2 separate regions of the Sus scrofa genome follow, and region 2 is linked to region 1. A link is a contact called in public HiChIP or PLAC-seq data. All regions are on one chromosome and are shown on one strand. The core of a region is the stretch at or near the end of the contact, and the rest is flanking DNA. Distances in the headings are between cores, read along the strand shown.

What was found. HiChIP or PLAC-seq counts read pairs in DNA pulled down with a chosen protein or histone mark.
Region 2: a contact with region 1 is called in an H3K27ac HiChIP or PLAC-seq map of skeletal muscle. The contact joins the promoter of NAA20 here to the promoter of RIN2 in region 1. A contact is called at or near these places in 6 of 47 Hi-C or Micro-C datasets (embryonic fibroblasts, liver, psoas muscle and 1 more) and 2 of 2 datasets of contacts at active chromatin or transcription factors (alveolar macrophages and skeletal muscle).

What each region holds. Positions count from the first base shown.
Region 1 is chr17:27,937,385-27,942,727 of Sscrofa11.1, reverse strand. It overlaps RIN2 (ras and Rab interactor 2), which reads right to left and starts at 1,395. Exons shown (of 13, transcript XM_021077420.1): 1 at 1,380-1,395.
Region 2 is chr17:28,067,175-28,072,231 of Sscrofa11.1, reverse strand. It overlaps NAA20 (N-alpha-acetyltransferase 20), which reads right to left and starts at 2,080. Exons shown (of 7, transcript XM_021077417.1): 1 at 1,927-2,080. The coding sequence starts at 1,979.

The sequences.
Region 1 (5,343 bases), core at 146-2,645:
CATTTGCTGAGGCTGTCTCATTATTAGCTGGGGACAGAGAGGCAGGGGCACCAAGGGACATCTCAGCAAGTGGTGAAGCACAATTATTTGGCAGAGAACTGCATACATTAGGAAGCAATGATCTTTGGAGCGAGGCACGTTTCAGTCCATGACTGCCTCTCTGTTTATGTTTACGGTGGGGTTCCGCTGACCATGGAATGTCAGCTAAGAAAAGGAGCAGGCAGCACACACCCACCCCTCCTTCTGGAGCTGTCACCTATTTCGGTCATTTCTCCGAGGCTTGGTCCCTTTAAAGTTTCCGCAGTGTCTCCCCTGTGACTCTTTCCACTTGCAATCCTGCTGGGATGAAGGTCAACATTCCGAACGGTGAGCTCTCCACTGTGATCCTGCTGACTCTGAGAGTCACGCTCTCGGGCTGTACAGCGCCCCAGCTCCGAGCCCTCTGAAGCCCATCACTTATGAGCAAAGTCCACGGGCTGGAGCGACTCCAGAAGGAAACACAGTGCTCTGTGCGGAACAAGGAACACAACCACAGCCACACTGTAACCTTGGGAAGCAAATGATTAACTGTTTCAATCCAGACACACACACACACACACACACACACGCAAATCCCTCCTTGAAACTGAGCCTAATGCCTGTAATTCTTTTTCTTCCAGACGCTTTTTCTCGGCAAGGAATTTGACATCGCATAGCAGTTACAGAAAGGCTCGGCGAGAGCCAAGACTTTATTCCTCATCCAGACCCAAGTCTCTTTGTTCTGTTCGGAACTTTTCCATGTACAAACCCTTTCAGATGAGCCATGGCAAGCAGAGAATTTTGCCTATAACCACAGAGCAGTCTGGATCCCAGGAGCTGATGTTTAATTAGCTGCCTGAAGAATGCACGTGCACACTTCCACCTTAAGGGGTCCTCAAGGAAACATCCAGTGTGGATTCCGTGTGGGGCGGGCAGGTCCATCACTTTTCTTCCAGAAGATACCACGCTGCATCTCTGCTTCTTGAAAAGGCCGCTCCACGATGGAGCTGAGAGCAGGTGACAAGAGCAGGCTGCCAGGGGCCATGGCGGGTCCTTCCCACGGGATGAAATCCAAATGGATGGCACATCACACAGCATTCAAATTTTTAAAAATGAAGTTCTTAAGGGCCCCTGAAGAAGTCTGGGTTTCGGGTCTTTCCTGTTGTAGCAGCACTAGTTTCCTTCCCAAACCATAGCCTCTAACACCTTAACTCAACATGGGCAGAAATTTTATACAATTTGAAAGGAGACTTTTTTTTTCCATTGGTGGTTCCCACCCCTTCACCCTTCAGGGGTTACGCCAGCAGTTTCATCCTGAAACCATCCCAGTAACAGGCTAGACTAAGAAACAGAAAAGGTACCGTAGTTGGAGAGGCTGTAAAATTCCTCCAGACTTAAACGGTGGAAGCGTGTGCCTTTCCTGGTTTTCTTGAAAGGTAGAGTGGATTCCCCAACAAGGAGCCCAGCACGTCCAGTGGATCTTTCCAGATGCTAGCTAAAAGCTAGCAGAGAGAATGAGAGAGAGGGAGGGAGGGAGAGAGGGGGAGAGAGACATTGAGAGACAGAGAGAGAGAGAGAGAAAGCCCTAATGGGACTAAAGGACACTGCAAACACTTTGGAGCTGCCAAGCCTTTTCAATAACACCACTGAAAGAATGTAAACGAAGCTAGTTGCTGCAGTCCAGCGAAAGGACAAAGGCAGGAAGTGAGTATTCCTCTCTCCCTGGACACCCGACTCGGCCACTTTGGAGAAAGCCTCACTGTGGCTTCTATGTGGCCCCAAGAGTGACCCAAGGAAGTGAAGTCCATCCTGGAATTTCAGCATCCAGAATGCAGAGTCATCTGGCTGGGCTCCAGGTTGGCTTTCCAGTGCATTCCATCAGGAGCAGCTGAGGACGGACGCTGGGACACCCCCACCTGGACCTTGGCTGCAGGCTGGCCGATGGAGGCTGGGACACCCGGGGCCCGATTTCCAGTTCACTGATCCACGGAGCTAAGTCTCTGGCAAAACACCAGCTTTTGCTCTAACTGGCCAGGGGCCAGATCTGGGCAAGGTAGTCTCTCCCCCGAGAGGGACCTCCTCCCCTCCCTACCCGTCTTGGACTTACTGAGTCAGCCTAGACGCTTCCTAGTGCACCCACTTCTGGTCACAAGAGCAAAGCCACAAAGCAGAAGCAGGTACACACAGGCACCCACCACTCACTAGTCTGCTTTAAAACAAACTCGGCTTCTGCAAGTCGTGGATTCTTATCACCTGCTGCTGCGAACGTCGGCCACAGCAGCTTTCTCATCACCCCCTTCTTTCTTCTTTCCCAGCAGTTGAATGAAGCGAGGCAAAGTAGCCTCAGTCCTTTGGTAAACAAGATCTCACTACTCCAATCATTTCACAGTCAAACTCACTGAAGTCGGAAAAAGTGACTCACCCCTGGGGACCTGTCGGGTTGAGGCCAGTCCTGAGAAATGTGTCACCTTTTCTCCTGGTTCCCTGAGTGGCTCCAATAACAGCAGGTCCTCTCTTTTAAGTGGTTTTCGTCTTTACAAAGAGGTATAAGCCAGTGGGGCGGTTCTGTGTCTGGATCCAGGAAAGATCTCTGAATATTTCCATAATTATCTTGGTATTACCACGGATTGTACAAATTGGACAGAAAAGCTCTACTCCAGCCTCTGGCTTGACGATTTGAGTGAATTTAATTTTTTTTTTTTTCCCTCTGAGCATCTTGTACCACTGACCAGCATTGATTTGCTCTCAGTCATCAGATGAACTTTTCAAAACATTTTTTTTTTTTTTGTCTTTTGTCTTTTTTGTTGTTGTTGTTGTTATTGTTGCTATTTCTTGGGCCGCTCCCGCGGCATATGGAGGTTCCCAGGCTAGGGGTTGAATCGGAGCTGTAGCCACCCGCCTACGCCAGAGCCACAGCAACGCAGGATCCGAGCCGCGTCTGCAACCTACACCACAGCTCACGGCAACGCCGGATCGTTAACCCACTGAGCAAGGCCAGGGATCGAACCCGCAACCTCATGGTTCCTAGTCGGATTCATTAACCACTGCGCCACGACGGGAACTCCCAAAACATTTTTAAGATCGTGACAACTGTTCATTGAAAAGAGAAACTAATTTGTGGGAGGTAAGAAATCAGAAGCAAAGAACTACATTCCCAGGCCCCTTGCCTGATTGCAGAGTTTAAACAGAATTAGGAACCGTGCTACTAGCTATCTTAATTGTCAGGAGTGATGGAGGATAATAATTTTTCTTCTTTTTTCAGCAAGGTGCTTGGGGGTAAACTGCGCATTTCTGCCACTCACAGGACTGGCCTGTCCCGGGGGGCTAATTCCAGGGAGGTCCATCCCTTGCATCCTTGGAACATGGGTGTCTCACAGAAGCTCTGGCCTCATCCACCTGCAGAAACTCCGCTGGTGCCCAGGGTAGCCCAGGCATGGACACCTTCACCACGTGCGATGAAAGCACCCTGGACACACGTGGGCAGCGGTGCTTAGAAGTTCCTTCTTTCCTGGGATGGGAGGCTGCTTCTCTCGCCTTCCACCCAGTGCCCTCATTTCAGCCCTCAGACCATCCAAGAATTAGCCTTCTGGCTCTTCCTGTCCCTCCTAGGGGACAGCTCCTCCTGAGCCCTGAGCCCTGGGGCTGGTGCACTCAGCCCACCCGGAACAGGGATGAGAGGGATGATGCAGTGACCCCAAGGTCATTCTCTTTCAGCAGCCCCCGAAAAGTATGTATCTTTTAACCTCCTGACTTGAAAAGCACCATGCAGTAAGTGCTCACACCCGGTGTACGTGTGCTGGGATCACACGTACAAGGAAGAAGTCCCATCAACCTTGTTGGCCCTTAGCCCAAAGGACACACTGGGCGGGAAGCCACACCCTCCAGGTCCCCTCAGGTTTATTGTCAACCTGTGTGCACTGAGATTACAGCTTTCCTTCCAAGGTTCTCTGGCCATGATGGTGAAGGTATCTACGTAAGTGGTTAATCTTAATTGGAGGTTTTTGACCTGGTGGCTCTTGGGACTGAGTTTACACTGCTAACAAAATAGATTAAGTAATACATTCTTTTTCTTTTTTCTTTTTCTTTTTTTTTTTTTTTTTTTTTTTTTTTTTTTTTGCTTTTTAGGGCCACACATGAGGCATATGGAAGTTCCCAGGCTAGGGGTTGAATTGGAGCTACAGCTGCCAGCCTACGTCACAGCCACAGCAATACAGGATCTGAGCCACATCTGTGACCTACACTACAGCTCACAGCAATGCCGGATCCTTAACCCACTGACCAGGGCCAGGGATGGAATTTGAATCCTCATGGATCCTAGTCGGGTTTGTTACTGCTGAGTCACAATGGGAACTCCTTTTTTTTTTTTTTTTTCTTTCTCTTTTTTAGCTGCACCCATGGAGTGCAGAAGTTCCCAGGCCAGGAATCAAACCCAAGCTGCTGCAGCGACAACGCTGGATCCTTAACCCGCTGAGCCATAGACAACTCCTAATACACTTTTAAAAAGTGTGAATAAATTATCTCGAGACCCTGAGTCAAGAATTCATGTCCAGGTTGTTTATTAGAGGTGCCTTCAGGATGCATTGGCTGGGGAGAAGGGATGTGACACAGGGGAGGAAGGGCAGTCAACACAAAGCACATCACCAAGCAAGCAGTGTAGACAGCCAGTAGGTAGTCCCCACTGACCTGGCAGCTGGGATATTTGTCCAACCTCCCCCCCCCAACTTCCCACCACCCAGTGGCTGGGGGCTTTGTTCACCAGCACTTCCAACACCTCCCCATCCCCAACCCTGGTGGTGGGGGTGGGGCAAAGATAGCCCTCAGGCGAGGCTGCGGGTGGAAACCAGACCAGCACACAGAAATGCTGAGCACCCAAGGGACACAGGAAGGCCTGACAACATCTGCTGCAACTGGCAACTTGACAAAAATCAGGACTTTTGCATAAAATGCGGGTGTCTGGCTTCTCTGTCATGCTCCACTCCCAGCAGAGCCACAGCTGGCTGACTCGGGAGTTTTCTCCAGCTGGGAGGTGAACTCTTCCCGCTCACCAGCACCATGGATTTTCTCTCCATACCTGGACAGCTGCCTGTGTCACCACACCCCCAGCAGAGCACCTGCCTCCGCCCCAGGTCCTGTCTGATTTGTAGCAGGAGTGATTCCTCTCAGCTGATTGGATGAAACCAGTCGTGTCATAACACCCTGGCCAGTAATTCATTGGCTGTTCTTAGATGAAGGAGAATCTTCTGCTCAAGATTCTCAGTTGAGAGTCACAGGATAGGTGCTTACACATGAAAGCTGGATTGTCGATTGTGAGCCATATGCCAGCCT
Region 2 (5,057 bases), core at 831-3,330, 130 kb before region 1:
TCTGTGCACTAGCTATGCCCTCTGCCTCGAAGTACCCATCCCTCTGCTCCTCTCTCCCCCAATGGTCTTTCCGCAGTGACCCCTTCCCTGAACACCTTACCAGAAGTCAAATCCCCATTCACTTCCTATCTCCCTTTCCTGCTCTCATTTTTCCCTTTGTACTGAGCACTAAGTTCTACATGCTGTATTTTCTCACCTTGTTTTCCCCTCTAAAAGGTAAACTCCAGAAAGATAATTTTTTTCCCCTGTTCTGTTCACTGCTATGTCTTCAGCACTGGTGCACAGCAGGCATAAGATATTTTTCCAAGAATACAACATTTGTTAAATTAACTGCAATGTTTCCACATCCATTGCTTCTTTCACACCCTGAGTGATCCAAGGAGTTCTTGATAGAAGTGCACTAAAGTGAGAATTAGGAGAAAATGAGGAGGACAAGGAGTCTCCCTATTGGCATATTCTGAAGAGCCCTTAATGAGCTAGGTGATTCTCTGAAATCAGATATTTTGTTATAAATAAATGATCCTGCATATTTTCTTTCTACTCTATTCCTTTTCATATATAAGCACTGGCCCTTCTTAGGTCTTCAGTTAGGACTGATTCTCCCAGAAGCTTTGCCTCTACTCCTGAAACTTCCAGGCAACTGGCACCTCCCAGGCCTGCACTTCCCAAACCCAAGCCTCTGTCAAGCCACCATTACCAAAGCGTCTTAAAAGGCTTACCTGCTAGTATGCCTCCTCTTACTGCCTCTCACTCCTCACACCGCCTCCCGCTCCTCACAGCTTGTGGTGGGGAGCTCAGGCTCCAGAGCGGTGCTCTTCACACAACTAAGAATGTGCATTTCCAAAAAGTTCCCCGGTGGTCAGGGACCTCGCTAAGCAGCACAGCCCTGGAGTCAAATGTCCTTAAATTTGACTCCTTGCTTCCTGCCGGCAGGAAGGCTCTCCCACCAGGGGCAATTCACACTCAGTACTTTAGTTAATTCACACCAGATGGGATAAGAAGCGCATCCACACACAGCGAGACCTCAACACAGCCTCAGTTACGCTCCTCCGACTGGGAGAGGCCCCGGAGAAAATCCCCAACAATGGGGCAGACCAGTCTCACCAGTTTCTCTGACCTCCGAATTACAGAACCGGCTACTACAGTCCCTCACCTGAGAGGTGTTGGCCATTCCTGAGGCTCTCACCTCCACACCTGCGTCCTTCTCCAAAACCTCCCTCCTCACCACCATCAACACTTACACACCTTCCAAGGCTCAGCTACTTTTTGAATGTTTCTAGCTACCTCGTCTCGAGTTCTTTCCATGCTCCTGACACTTGAATCTGAACTACTTGGTCCTTAGTTTTCACGTGACTACCAGAGTATCTTTAAAGTGGATGTGGGATTGGTGGATGCGTGGATGGATGGATGACGCCAGTGTAGCACTGTAAACGATAGAGTCGGCTTATGAGTCTACAGTCAACTTCTTAAGTGTTCAGAAATTTTCATAATAAAACGTTTGGGAAAAAAAAGGCATGTACAAGTCCCACACCCCGACTTAAGTCGGACGCAAGGAAGTGCGCACCGTGGGCCTTGCCGCCCCCGACTCCCCCGCAGGAAGCGCAGCGACAGTAACGAAACGCACGAAACTGCCACTCCGCAAGAACACAAGTGGACCTCCTCCTCCAAGCTGGGCGGCACCGCGCGGGTCCCCGGCACCGAGAGGACGCCGACCGGAGACGCGGGACCGGTCCGCGCCCCCTGCCCGACGGCCCCGTGAGGCGCCGGGACTGCACGCGTTGGGCTGCTGTGGGACGTCCGCGCCCGGCCAAGGTCAGCGGGGCGTCAGCACGTCCGTTCGGCCCGGCCTCCTCCCTACCCCGACCCCGCGGCCCCGGGGACGCAACGGCGGCAGCATGGCCATGGTCAGGGAGCGCGGCCACTCACATATTGTTGAAGCGGAACAGGTCGTCGCACGTGAAAGCCCGGAGAGTGGTCATCCCGTCGCAGCCGCAGGAGCCGGCCCTCCGCGACCCCGCGCACTCCCCGCCGGAAGTCGTTCCGCGCGCGGCCGCCGCGGGGCGGAGCGCAGAACTGCTTCCGGGCCAAGAGTTGCTCAGCAACGGTGGAGGCGACGCAGCTCCCTCTGGTGGCCAGAGTCGGGAACTCCTGGGGAGTCTCCGGGTCTTTTTCAGAACTTCACAACCGCTCGTTGGGAGTGACTGGGGAAGCGGGCAGGGGGATCCCCCAGGAAGGAGCAGAGACTCTGGAGTTAGGAAACCAAAGCGGTAAGATTAGACAGTGAGTCCAAAGAGGAATCTAAACTGCACAAGGCCATCGGGAATGCTGAAACGTATTTACAAGTAGATGTAAGTCGGTGTACACAAAGCAGCAATCCAGTGCATCTCCTCCTGGACACGCACGATGCATGTGCGTTTCAGTGGTCAAGAATCATTTTTATTACTACCCATTTTCTGCAGTTTACAGAGTTAACCGGGATGGATGTAGCTGGCAGGATCAAAACTGAATAGATTACAGAGCATCAGAGAAATAAGGATACCAGGAGTTCCAGTCGTGGCGCAGCAGAAACGAATCTGACTAGGAACCATGAGGTTGCCGGTTAGATCCCTGGTCTCGCTCAGTGGGTTCAGGATCCGGCAGTGCCTTGAGCTGTGGTGTAGGTCGCAGACGCGGCTTGGATCAGGCGCTGCTGCGGTTGTGGTGTAGACCGGCAGCTGTAGCTCAGATTAGACCCCTAGCTTGGGAACCTCCGGATGCCGCGGGTGTGGCCCTGAAAAGGCAAAAAAAAAGAAAGAAAGAAAAAAAAGATCACACACACACACATATAAAACCTCACATCATATATGGTAAATACGTTTTCAACTTTTTTGTTGTTGTTGTCTTTTTGTCTTTTGGGGGCTGCTCCCGTGGCACATGAAGGTGCCCAGACTAGGGGTCCAATCGGAACTGTAGCCGCCAGTCTACGCCACAACAACTCCGGATCCGAGCCGTATCTTGAACCTACACCACAACTCACGGCAACACTGGATCCTAGACCCACCCACCGAGCGAGGCCAGGGATAGAACCCAGGTCCTCATGGATTCTAGTCGGGTTTGCTAACCACTGAGCTACGACGGGAACTCCACGTTTTCAACATCTTAATCAAAATCGTTGAGGTTGAAGTCATATTTTTTATTAGAATTTTCCATTTAGGGCACTGTTGTCTCTTTGTAATTTAAAGATATAATGCTCTTTGTCTCCTCTGTCTTCCTCTCTTGATTATGTTTCTTGTATTATTGTGACTTTTTTAGAATTTATATATACATCTGTGTTACAAATATGCATCCTCCAGTTAAGTCTGTAATTCAAGGGATGTAATACTTGCTGCCACTTTTTTATTACAATTTTCTCATTCCCTTTGTTTTGATTCATTTATGGGTTGGTTGGATTTCATTACAGTGTTTTTTTGTTTGTTTGTTTTCTGCTTTCCTTTGCTTTGTTTTCCAGGGGCCCCATGGGGCTGATGCTCTGTCTTCAGAGCTCCTTAGTCTGTGAGAGATGTCGAGTTAGAATATTGGCTGGATATTCATGGATCTCATATCCTCCCACCCCCGAACTTTGTAAACATCATTATTCTTTTGTCTTCCGGTGTTTAAAGTTTCTGGGGGAGAAGAGTAAGTCCAGCATGAGTTTTGTTTTCCCTTTTATGGGTGACTAAGTTTTTGTATTAGAAGTGAGATTAGAAATAAAACATTCTTAACAGTGCATATGTTTTAAACCTAGTGCATCTTTGACAATTTCAGCAGTTTAACACAGAAATTTACAAAAACAAAACAAAAATCAGGAGTTCCCGTTGTGGCTCAGTGGTTAACGAATCCGACTAGGAACCATGAGGTTTCGGGTTTGATCCCTGGCCTTGCTAAGTGGGTTAAGGATCCGGCGTTGCCGTGAGCTGTGGTGTAGGTCGCAGACGCAGCTCGGATCCCGAGTTGCTGTGGCTCTGGTGTAGTCCGGTGGCTACAGCTCTGATTTCGACCCCTAGCCTGGGAACCTCCATATGCCCCGAGAGCAGCCCAAGAAATGACACCAAAAAAAAAAAAAAAAAAAAAATCAAAGCTGAATTACTCCTACATAGCCAGTGGGAATGTCAGATGGTACAGCCTCTCTGGAAAAGAGTTTGTTTCCTTAAAAACTAAATACGCAGCTACCATTTAGCGCAGCAATTGCACTCCTGGGCATTTAATCCAGAGAAATGAAAACTATGTTCGCACAAAAACCTGTACACAGATAGTTAAGCCAGTGCCAAAATTCTATAAACTGTGTGATTCCATTTATATGCCATTCTGGAAAGGAGAGAATTATGGGAACAGAAAACATCATGTATTGCCAGGGGAAGGGGTTGGGAAGCAGAAAAGAAAGTTTAGTTCAGGACTGATCACAATGGTGGCTCCATTACTGAACAGACCTGTCAGAATTCATAGCTCATAACTGCAGAGGGTGAATTTTACTGTATGTAGCTTATACCGTAAATATACCTGACTCTGGAGTTCCCTGGTGGCCTAGCGGTTAAGGATCCGGTGTTGTCACTGCTGGGGTCACTACTGTGGCTTGAGTTCAACCCCTGGCCTGGGAGCTTCCACACCCCATGAGGTATGGCCAAATAAATAAATAAACAAACCTGACTTTAAAAAAAAAATCACTCTAGTTTCCATTATTGTCCCCAGCATCTCTGTAACTGTAAGAAGCACAAACTACCTTCAGCGCCTTGGAGACCCCCAGTTCCTTAGGCTCCTGGGGTGCATGGTTATTGCTTTCTGTTTCAAGGCATTCAATCTTATTTTGAAGCTGCAGATAAACAGCGTCCCTGTCCTGGCTGCTCCTTTTCCTCTGTTAAAGATGACTCATAGAACCTCTCATTGATTATTTGACATTGTGTACTTCCTTTTACTGCGTAGTTGGAAAAAGCGACAGGCTTTTTACCACATTTTATCACAAAACATTTTGCTGCTCCTTGAGACAAAACAGCATGTGCTCTTCTGTAAATCGTGCTGACCTGGCTCTCAGCCATCATGGCAAA